Regions from separate parts of the Arachis hypogaea genome. Here region 2 is linked to region 1. Evidence: chromatin contacts called from public Hi-C data. All regions are on one chromosome and are shown on one strand. Each heading gives the region's core, a stretch centred on a gene start, on an enhancer-like site or on the middle of the called end of the contact. The rest is flanking DNA. Distances are from core to core; before and after follow the strand shown.

The links. Hi-C and Micro-C count contacts between places; a contact is called where the count stands out from the background.
Region 2: a contact with region 1 is called in a Hi-C map of leaf, with 2.8 times the contacts expected there. The contact joins the enhancer-like site here to the promoter of LOC112707561 in region 1. A contact is called at or near these places in 2 of 8 Hi-C or Micro-C datasets (leaf and an unstated tissue).

Annotation. Positions count from the first base shown.
Region 1 is chr1:106,469,210-106,474,678 of arahy.Tifrunner.gnm2.J5K5, forward strand. LOC112707561 reads right to left here and starts at 3,217. Exons shown (of 10, transcript XM_025759358.3): 1 at 2,734-3,217; 2 at 2,422-2,514; 3 at 2,049-2,153; 4 at 1,761-1,913; 5 at 1,589-1,687; 6 at 1,334-1,462; 7 at 1,038-1,217; 8 at 830-946; 9 at 587-718; 10 at 1-18. The coding sequence starts at 3,048.
Region 2 is chr1:106,512,533-106,517,842 of arahy.Tifrunner.gnm2.J5K5, forward strand. No RefSeq gene overlaps it. Among protein-coding and RNA genes, the nearest start is that of LOC112707593, 16 kb to the right of the region's middle. Within about 2 kb of position 1,484, at least 3 of the 3 cell types and tissues checked have open chromatin away from gene starts, as enhancers often do.

The DNA.
Region 1 (5,469 bases), core at 1,967-4,466:
TTTCGGAGCAAATGTTATCTATAAAATTTGTATTGCAATAACAATAATAATATAAAACACTGAAAATAAAAATAAATTATATAAATGCAAACTAAGCATACTTTAATTATTCATTAAAGTTATAGAGTACCAAAAATCAGTGATTTCATTAGTTTCTGGGGTAAGAAAAACTATATAGTAGCAAAATCCTATAAGAAATCGGCTGAATTTGAAATGTTTCATGAAAGAAAATTACTATCACTTTCACAAATGTCTAATTTTGTTGTACTTAATTAATTTTAATAACATATATCTTGTAAAATTTACTTGAAATCAATATTTAGATACGCTTATATACAAACTATTACTTTGCACTTTTGTCACTTATAGAAAAATAAATCTCACCACTCAAGTTCATGATGCTTTTTGCTTAAGAATTCTTATATTGATATTTATGACAGAAATTTTCTTCCTCTATTAGGTATTCAACTAACATTGAGTTTACAAAACATGATAATGCAATTATACAAAAAGGAGTTGGATATGTATAAATCTATCAAAGGGATAAGCAATAAGAAGAAGTGTCAGGACTAATGTCCTGGGCTACCTGGAGAAGGTATTCTAAGTTGATATCCTCAGGATAGTGTTGTAAAAGCTTCAAATTAGCCACAAAATCCCCACCCAAGAGTTTGCTTTTCACGCAAAGTTGCATTGCACAACAGACACGAAGAAGCATATCCTATATAACACAATAGATAATAACAAGTATGAGAAGTTCTAAACACATACATGAAATTAAGTATTAATTTTCTTCTAAACGACAACTTCATTCGGAGTTCAATTGAGGAACCTGAACACCAAAAGGATTACTCAGAAGTGTATCCCATATTCTCAGGATAGACTCAAATTTGAACTCTTGTGTGAGTAGCAGTGTAATCCATCGGAATGCATAGAATTGTGGTTTAACCTGTTCATCACCAGGCTTCAAAGCATCAAGTCCAAATAGAATTAAATTGAACAACTTGAATTAAAAATACAAAAAAGTTGGATGTGGTAACCTTTGTTGTAAACTCAAGATGATGCCACAATTGCTCATCATTTACTTTCAGTAAATCTGACAAACGAGAAAGAGTAGAAAGGATGCCACTTGAACTATTATCCAATTGCTGACAGAAATGATCCACTGAGTCCCCTAAGACTCGAACAAAACAAAAAAAACTATCTGCTTCTGCACTCACCTAATTGAAACAAAACAAGATATATATGTATAAAAAAATAAGCGTACAATTATGTATACCTAACCAAAGAAAGTGCTGACCAAAAAAAAAAAAAAAAAAACAAAGAAAGTGCTTACAGCATTTTGCTTGTGAGTGTCAATAGTAAATACATAGTATATTGGTGCCAAGACTTCGTTCATGCCTTGCACATAACAAATTACAGGATTTAGTTTTGCAAACAGGAGAAGGATATTCTTCATTGCTTCCTATGGTCAAAGAAAAAATGAAAAACTTCAATCAGTTACGAACACCCTAACACTAAAAAGTATTACTTCACAGTGAAACCGAATTATAAAGAGAACTTCTAGCATTCTATTTTGAGATTAAATTACCCTATTTTTAAGACTAAATGATGACTCCCCCGAAAAGAATGGTATATCTGGATGTGTCCTCTGCAGATCTCTATTAATCTGTTCTATTGTCTCTGTGTACTAGAATATATGAACTTACAGTAATTAGAATATTGACTTCTCTATCCAAAAATTTTGAAATGGAGAAAATTACCTTAAAATACCGACTCCAAAGACTAGCCTTGCCCAGGCTCAAAGGGTGATCTTCCTGAGAAATTTCATGTCGCCGTAACAGGCCATCACTGTCACCTTCCTTGTGCTGGTTCTCAGAACTTAATTCTTTGCCTTCCCTCCAGATATGTTCTGACTGTCTTAGATTCAACAATAAAACAATCAATGAAAAGACAAGAGCTAAAATACATATCACATTTCCCAGTAAAACTAAAAGTTAATATGAATATAAACTGCTTATGTTAAGAATTACAAATTTGAAGCATCTTACTGGATTCAGGAGAAGTTCCTCTTTCAGATTAGAATACTTTTGTATATTCTCTTTCAATTCCTTCTCCCACAGGTCCTGAGATGAAGGTAAGTAACCCAAGAGAAGCTGGATATGTTGAATCATAGCAGGACAATTAGCTCTGCTTGTATGCCAAAGCATATACAGATAAAATTTTCACCCTAGACTGGTGTTACTTATCTAAATATTAAAATTAAAGCATTTGATATTCTCATTTAACATACAAATTTAGCGTAACAGTGTTAAAAATTCGTATCAGCTAAAAATTGACAAGATAAATTCTAAGATTTAGGTTTGCGTGAAAATCAAAGCTACTGGCCTACTATACTTGCATCAAGCAAATACGCTGAATTACCTTCCACGCTGTTGCACGCAAACCTCCTCCATCAGGAATACCAGTGCTAGCAATTCTTTGCAACTTCTCCAAATTAATCTCCCTTTGAGAAAGCTACATAACAAAGAATTCAAATAATTGAACAACGATTGATGAACATTTAACACTTATTAATAGCAAAAGGATTCGAAAATTGAAAATGATTAGGTTTTAACAACTTAAATCATGCATCGAAAATAATTTCACATTTAATTTTCAAATATTTCTCCGTTCGTGACCTAATAATTTCATAAATTAAACCCACAAAAAAAAAAGTTGAAAATCACGTGTGACCTCATGTTCTAAATCAGATCTTTTCTCTTCCTCTGAAGTGGACTTCAAAACCGAAACCCGATTAATGGTGTCCTTACTCAGCCTCTGCCGGGTTTTATGGTCCATGCCATTACCACCACCACCACCTTCATCATCGTTATCTATAGCTTCCTCAGCATCATCACTCTCTCTGTGCAACCGTAATGCGGCTGGATGAATCGGTTCCAGCTCTTCGCCAAACTCGAACTCTTCGGATTCTGATCCTCCAGCAATCAAGCTGCCAAGCTGGTCGGGAATTGGAAGTGGACGTGGAAGCTTGAGCTTGCCTTTGAGCATGGCGGATGCGTTGCAGTGAGAAAGGGAGAGTGCATTGTGGTTCTTCTGTTTCCGACTCAGTTAGTTTTAGTCAGAAGAAGAAGAAGAATGGTAGTTACTCGTAAGGTTTGAATGGCAGTTAGGCGCCACTGATTTTTTTTTTTTATCGTTGTCATGGGCTAGGCACCTGCCCAACTCACAACACAGAGGAACAGCTGGACACAAGGAAAAAAAGGAAAAGGAGAAACGACAATAACAAACATATTTCGAGCTTCCACTTCAACCCCCTGTGCTGCCTCCATGACTGCTGCAATTTCTTCATCTTCAAAGGGTTGACGCAAAGGATGAGACCGTAAATATCCACCATTGCCTCCAAACACGTCGAGCTTTCTAGAATTTTGTTTTTGAGCAATGAGCTTTATAGATTTGAATCCGCTAAGTCCATATTAGACTGGGCCTCATGTTGGGCTTAACAACACTATGTCCTTTATTTTGGACACATGTAGATATTATTTTCTGTTTTGGGCTTTGGCCTGTTCCAGTACCAAAAGAAAAATCATACTTCACGTGTAGTTTAGTGTTCGGCCTCAATTTTTTTTTGTTTTTAGAGTAAATGAACAAAAGTATATGTTTCCGGAGTTACCTAAAACGATGATTTAGGCCTAAATGTGAGTTTCAGACTTTTTCTGAGACAGCGTCTGACTTATGCTAGTGTCGAGATGTCGCCGTCTGAGTTCCTTGTGAGGAGGTGGAGGATAATACCTGCAAGAGACTCTGATATTTAAGTTAGCAAGGGATTTAAGTAAGTTTTTAGTAGATTGGGACTTGAATATACCTGAAAAGTGTCAGTGTATTTATAGTAAAATAGATAACTACCTTTTTGAAGTAATCCCACCTTTGTTAGTGGATAACCGTTCCCTCTATCTTAGAGATGTGTTGAGATCTATCTTCTACATGAGGTAGAGATAGTAGAAGAGATTTAAGGAGGTAGTTACTTATTCAAATAAGTGGGACTAGACCTCCCTTATTGTACTCGACCTCTTGATAGGTCGGGCAAGTAGAAGTGGTTACCCTTTTTGGGTGGGCCTTTTTTCTTATTGGGCCTGGCTTTATGTTTTTGGTGCCAGGGTATGAACAACGCTTCTACTAGAGTCCGAGCTTTCATAAAGTCAGGCTTGAGCATTTGTGTCTCCAGTTTCCTTCGTCGAGTACACCGCCTTCCAGAAGTCGGGTACTCGACGTGTTTCAAAATTTTTGAAATGTTGCTTCCCTTAATGACGTGGTGTATGTTACGCGACAGTTTCCTGGAGATCCGTGCATGACTTTTAAAGAAGGGTGCGTAAATGTCCTTTGTGTTCCTTGTGTATTATAAATTCTTCACTTTTTCTCTCTTCCTTTTTTTTCCGTTTCTAAAATGTTTGCTTTCTCTCTTTCTTTCACTTTCTTTGAACTTCTTTCGTACATCCATTCCTAGTTCAAGATTCCTTCATCTCGAAGCTTTACAAGATTTGGTTTTGCATTTTTCGAGAGGACCACCGTTTGCATTTTGGCCATTCAATCTGCCTTTCGCATTTTTGATTTTGTAATTGTGTTTGCCCCTAAATGGGGTTACTTTAAAGTGGTTGGGAGTGACACCATTTCTGTATTTGAAAGTATGTTATGGTATTTTGTGTGTAAGAAATTTTTGATTTCATACTGAAAGTTGTAGAAGGCTTAGAGAAGGGGGGGTTGAATCTATGACCTTCTTTTATATTATTGAAATAACCCTTTAAATCAAACTTTCAATTCTGATTCTACTTGAACTCATCAGTGAAAAATTTATGAGACAATTTATTTTTGTCTCATGAATATTAGAAAACAGAACACAGTAGGGAAGAGAGAAGCTGACACCATCATGTATCCTGGTTCAGTTGCCTTGTGCAATGCAACCTACATCCAGTCTCCACCACAACAGTGGTGGAATTTTCACTATAGTTAAAGTATTACATACACCAATTCCACAGGATTGACACAATCCTTTCACTCTCAAGTTCTAACCTAACTTAACTTGGTTATGCTAATACCTAACTATTTACTCTTAGTACTCACCCAACTAAGAAAGGGATACCTCACAGGTACAAGATACAAGACACGGACTTTACCTAAAGAAATCTGAAATAACTCTAGGCTTTTCTCTCAAGTGTATTACTCAGCCTCTTTCCACTCATTGGCTTTTACTTGAGCTCTCTCATTATGCCTTTTCACTCAAGAAATTACAGAAAGATAAACATTAAAAAGAAAATTACAATATGTAAATCATGAAGAAGATTAATTCTTCAACAGCCTCTTTGCTATGTGATAAACCAGATTTGCTAGCCTCTGATTCAGTTCTTCATTCTGGTAGAATGCTCCTTTGACTAGGAAGCACTGTCCAAGTGGATGAACTTCTTTAGAGAGCTCTTC
Region 2 (5,310 bases), core at 234-2,733, 42 kb after region 1:
TAATTATTTTAGTTGTTAATTATAATTAATATATATTATATATGAGATCGACAGTTATTAAAATTATTGAAAAATTGGTATCTTTAGAATACTTAAAATTTTTTCAAAATCATATACTTTTAATCTTGACGTAATGAATAGTATTGAACTTACCTTTTTTTTCTCTTAAAAATACCATTTAATTTAGGTTTAATTATTTTATTGGTTTTTATAATTTTAATATATTTTTAATTAAGTTTTTATATTTTTTAATTAAATTTTTATATTATTTTTAATTTTATAATTAGATTATTTTTAGGATAAAAAATATTAGAGTTATTAACTGAATATTTTTTTGTAAATTGAAGGTATTTATAATTAAAATTTTAATTAAATTTTTTATTACATATATTTAAAAAAATATTTTATTAATTTTAATATTTTAATATAAAAATAATCTAATTATAAAATTAAAAGTAGTGTAAATATTTTTTAATTTATACATAGGAGCATAATGTCCACATATAGATATATAGTCCCCATCTATTGTCCAAAGAAAGGAGCTCCCAGCCATGCGTTATAGATATTTCAACTTTCAAGTAATGAATTTTTGTTTTTTAATTATCTCTTTAATCAGATAAATCCATAATTAATTTGTTAAAGATTAGAATTTTATTTAAGAATTTAATGTTGATTAATATATTGCTGTATGCAGTAGACAAGATTTAAACTTTTGACAATTAATTAAACAAATTAATAAATTAACTATCAATCTGACCCAAGTTAGTTTTCAAGAAGTAATGAATTTTGAGTTATTTTAAAAGAGAGAGTTTATGCATAGATATAAAATTTGAAGGAAAAAAATGTGATTTAATTTTAATTTGAATCTATAATATGTAATTCTTTTTCTTTTGGAGAAAAGTAACAACCAGATGATATATATGTAATCCATTAATTCAGTAATAGTCTAAAAAAATAAGATAATAAACTTAAGTGTAGCATATCTTATATTTCAATATGAGAGTGTATATTCTTGAAGCTACGGTTATATAATAAGTGCATTATTTCATCCTACTTCACTCTAGTTTTATTTATTTATTTACTTTGATAATTTATTAATTGCTCCACCCACCAAAAGCAAGCTAGGTGAGGAGCTACGTATTAATTTAAAGGACAAAATACGGAGCTGCCTCAAACTAGATATAGAAAAGGAGCTGACATGCAATCTATACCGCACATAAAATTACTTCTGATATATATGATATATCCAAAAAAGAATATTCTTCTAACTCACTCATTAGAAGCTGATAGGCGATGGCAACAATATTCACTAATTTTTATGTGATACTAGGTATTTGATTTTTTGCTATTATACACTATATATTTTTCTGGCTCAGATGGCACGTTTTTTTTTTTGGTATATAGATGGCACTATATGGAAGATGTGGAATGGGTAAGGCCACAACTCAAAACTCACAAGGTTTATACTTGGGCCTCCACACTGCGTCCTTGTGTAGAACAAAGGCCCATTCCTTATAACAACAAGCCGAAATGAATACCCGATGAGCCCTATATTAGTATATTTTGACAACCCCGCTGCCCACTCTCCCAAAAAAATAAGGAGAACGAAGGACGCAAAAAAAGGAAAAATGAATAAAAAGAACCTTATTAGTGTTTACTGTAATTTTTGAGTTCCAATTTTAATTTGGTTGCTATCCTTCTAAATTTTGTTATTTAGTCTTGAAATTATTAGACATATTGTTTTCTATTTTTATTTTCTAGTTGTTATAAATATTTTATTTAAGCAATAAGGACAACCTATTATTTTCTATTTGATTTCTATGTAGAGGTCGAAACTGATTATGGATTATGGGTTTTGAGATGGTCTATGTAGATTTTGAATCTCAAGTGGAGAAGGCGTACCTTTGAGTGAAATAGTCAATACGATGAAAAACTTCATATTACCTTACAAAATGCTTTCTTAAATTTAGGTACAGAACATAATATCAAGGTTCTGAAAACCGAACCGGTTATCGAACCGCTCTAGCTACTGGTTTACTGGTTTATATGTTCAATCGGTTCGACCGTAGTTGAACCGAAAAAACTGTTTTATAATAAAATAATAAATAAAATATAAATAAACACATGAAAATATAATTATAGTCTAATGTAAACTTTAAAATATCATTCAAATTAAAAGTACTACATAAACCAAAATGTTATAATCTCATTCGAATACAAATTCAAAAGTAAAAAAATAAAACAACCAATCAAACATAACATAGCAACATCAAAATGATCCAAGTTTGTCATCAATAATCAAAATCCTCCATAACTTGCTGCAGATTTGTGAAGATTCACATATTCGCTTTTCTTGTTAAATTCCAGTAACATAATTAATGACTCACCTCAAGATATCGCTTCCGTGCTTCATCCACTCCATACAGTTGAGCTTCACAGAGAAAGCACCATATGGACTCTTTGGTATTATTCGGATTTTGTGCAACATCTAGCCGCAACTGCTCAGCTCCTTCTTCAAATCTACGACAAAATGGGAATCCAATTCAGTCCCCCCTTTTTACAGATTCATAAGCAATACATTATAAATATGCAATTCCATGTGAATAGTAATTAAACTCAAATAAATAACAGAAGAGTGTAGAGTGAGTACCTATCAAGGTAGTAAAGGGAGAGGTCCCTTTGCCAAAGATATGGTAACAAACACAATGAGAACAACCAAATTTCATGTAACTTGAACTCAATTTACAATCATTCCAATCCAAAGTGCTGATATAACGCTTTTTTTTTTCAAAATGCTTATAAACATACACGCCTTTTGACGAGGGTCCAACTCAATTGCCCTGTCAAACTCCACCAGAGACCCTGAAACATCACCCTTCGCAATTTCACGGGCATCAAGTCATATATTCCTTCAACAAAGTGTTCAACTTCACTTACCAATATGCCAAAAGTGTTTATGAATGCTAGCATGAAAACAGAGTTATCCTAATTTTCAATCCAAAACCATAACTTGAGGTTGATAGTAAACAAAGCAAAATCAAAGAGCTACTCAATCAAAGAGTTCACAGTCACAGTTTAGCAGTTCATCTTGCAACAATTATTCAATGATTCAATCAAACAATCATAAGTTCATAACTAAAAAAAATTACCTAGAACTCTTGGAAGCTCGAAGGCACCTTCAAGGCTTCACAAAATGAGTTCACAAAATCAGAGTTCACAGTTTCAGAATTCAGAGTTCATCATGTCACAGAATCAAAGAGCATCAGAGACTCAGAGTTCATCACAGCATCAGAGACTCAGAGTTCATCACAGTATCACAGTATTTCAGAGTTCATCACAGCTACTCAATGAACAATCATAAGTTCATAACTAAAATAAAAATTACCTGGAACTCGAAGGCTTTCTCTCAGTCTCAAAGGCACCTTCAGGCTTCAATGCTTCAACCGAACATGCAACAGGCCAGTAGGGAGAGTGGGAGACAGACAGCAACGCCGACACGAGTGGTGACTGGTCGAAGGAAGTGATTGCACGACAGAGATCACTGCGCGATGGAGCTCACTCCGCAACAGAGCTGACTGCGCGACGGCGAACCCATGTGGCCGTGTGCGCCGGTGAGATCGTGATGGGTGATGGCGTTCTCTACTTCTCTCTGAACCTTGATGAATGATGAGAATGGTGAAGCTGAACTGTGAAATGCGAAGGGCGAAGGCATTAGGGATTCAGATTTCACTTTCAGAACTCAGAAGAGAGAACAGAAAAGCCTCAGCGTTAATCACATTTAGCCATTTAGGGTTCCAGAGCTCCAAACGGTAGCGTTTTGCTGCAAATCTCAAAAACCGGCCGGGTCACGGTTCGGTTCGATCGACCGGTTACCGGCCGGTTCACCGGTTCAATCCCGGTTTTCAGATTTCACGGTTTTTCTTATTGTTCGAACCGTTTTAGCGTCCGGTTCACGGTTCGATCGGCCGGTTCGAACCGGTTTTTAGAACCTTGCATAATATCATTTGGACCTTTTTGGAAGATGAATCATTTTTAGTTAAATTTATGGCAATCACGGCTATTAGAGAAAAAATGGGTATTGCGTACTATGTAATTAAGGTTATATATTAAATAGTATTTTATCTTGTTAATTATGTATTTTTTTAGGTACTCTTGAGGTACTCTAGTGTACATAGATGGTTAGATAGAGTATGTTTATTAGGGTTAAAGTGTCTAATGTTCTTATATATATGTAGATAATAGTAATGACAAAAGTAGTAAAATTTTTCATCCCGCAACCATCTTTTTCTTTCCTTTCAGAGCCTCCCTCTCATGTGGTGCTTACTCCACTATTTTACCATTGAACTCTGCAATAGAATTTTGTTATGGTGTGGTGAGCGTAGAGCCTACAATAAAGTATGAACTTTCACCACATATGAGAACTTGTAGTGAGAATAGCTCGTGAAAGATAGATCTGACCTATTTATTCATCAATGGCAACGAATGAGGTAGAGGTGATGAATCCAATCACACAAAGTTTTTCTGATTTTCAAAACTTTGCAAAGTTGATGGCTTAGTTTCAAGCCTTCTAAGCCACTTCTAGATCTAACACCAACCTTCTTCAAGATTCTTACTACCTTCACCCAAGTGAGACATCTGAAATCGCTCTCACAACCACTCCACCGACCACACTGAACTACCACACCTGGTCCAGATCTGTGTGGATCTATCTAAAATCCAAAATAAAATTAAATTCATTGATGGCACGTTACTCAAACCAGCTCCAACAGATGATTTGTATGATGCTTGGAATCGTTGCAACACGTTTGTGCTGTCATGGCTACATGGATCATTGAGTCCAGAAATTTTGCATGGCTACATGGATCATTGAGTCCAGAAATTTGCAGAGTGTACTGTGGTACGATAATGCACACGAACTGTGGAAGAACCTCAAACATCGATTTTATTAAGGTGGTCTATTTCAGATTGCTGAGTTTGAGGAAGATCTGTTCAGCATAAATCAAGGTGAATTATCCATCAACTCTTACTATACAAAACTGAAAAGAATTTGGGAAGAAATAGATGAATTCAGATCCATACCAACTTGTGCTTGCTTGAGTAATTGTAGCTGTGGATTAGACATAATGAGGCAATATAGGTTGCAGTCTTATATGATTCGTTTTCTTAGAGGTTTAAATAACCAATATGCAAGTGTGCGCTCCCATATTATGTTGCTTAAGCCCCTTCGAGATGTGAATATTATTTTTTCTCTACTTTTTCAACAAGAGAGACAAATGATGCATCTCATTGAACCAAATTCTAGAATGTTAG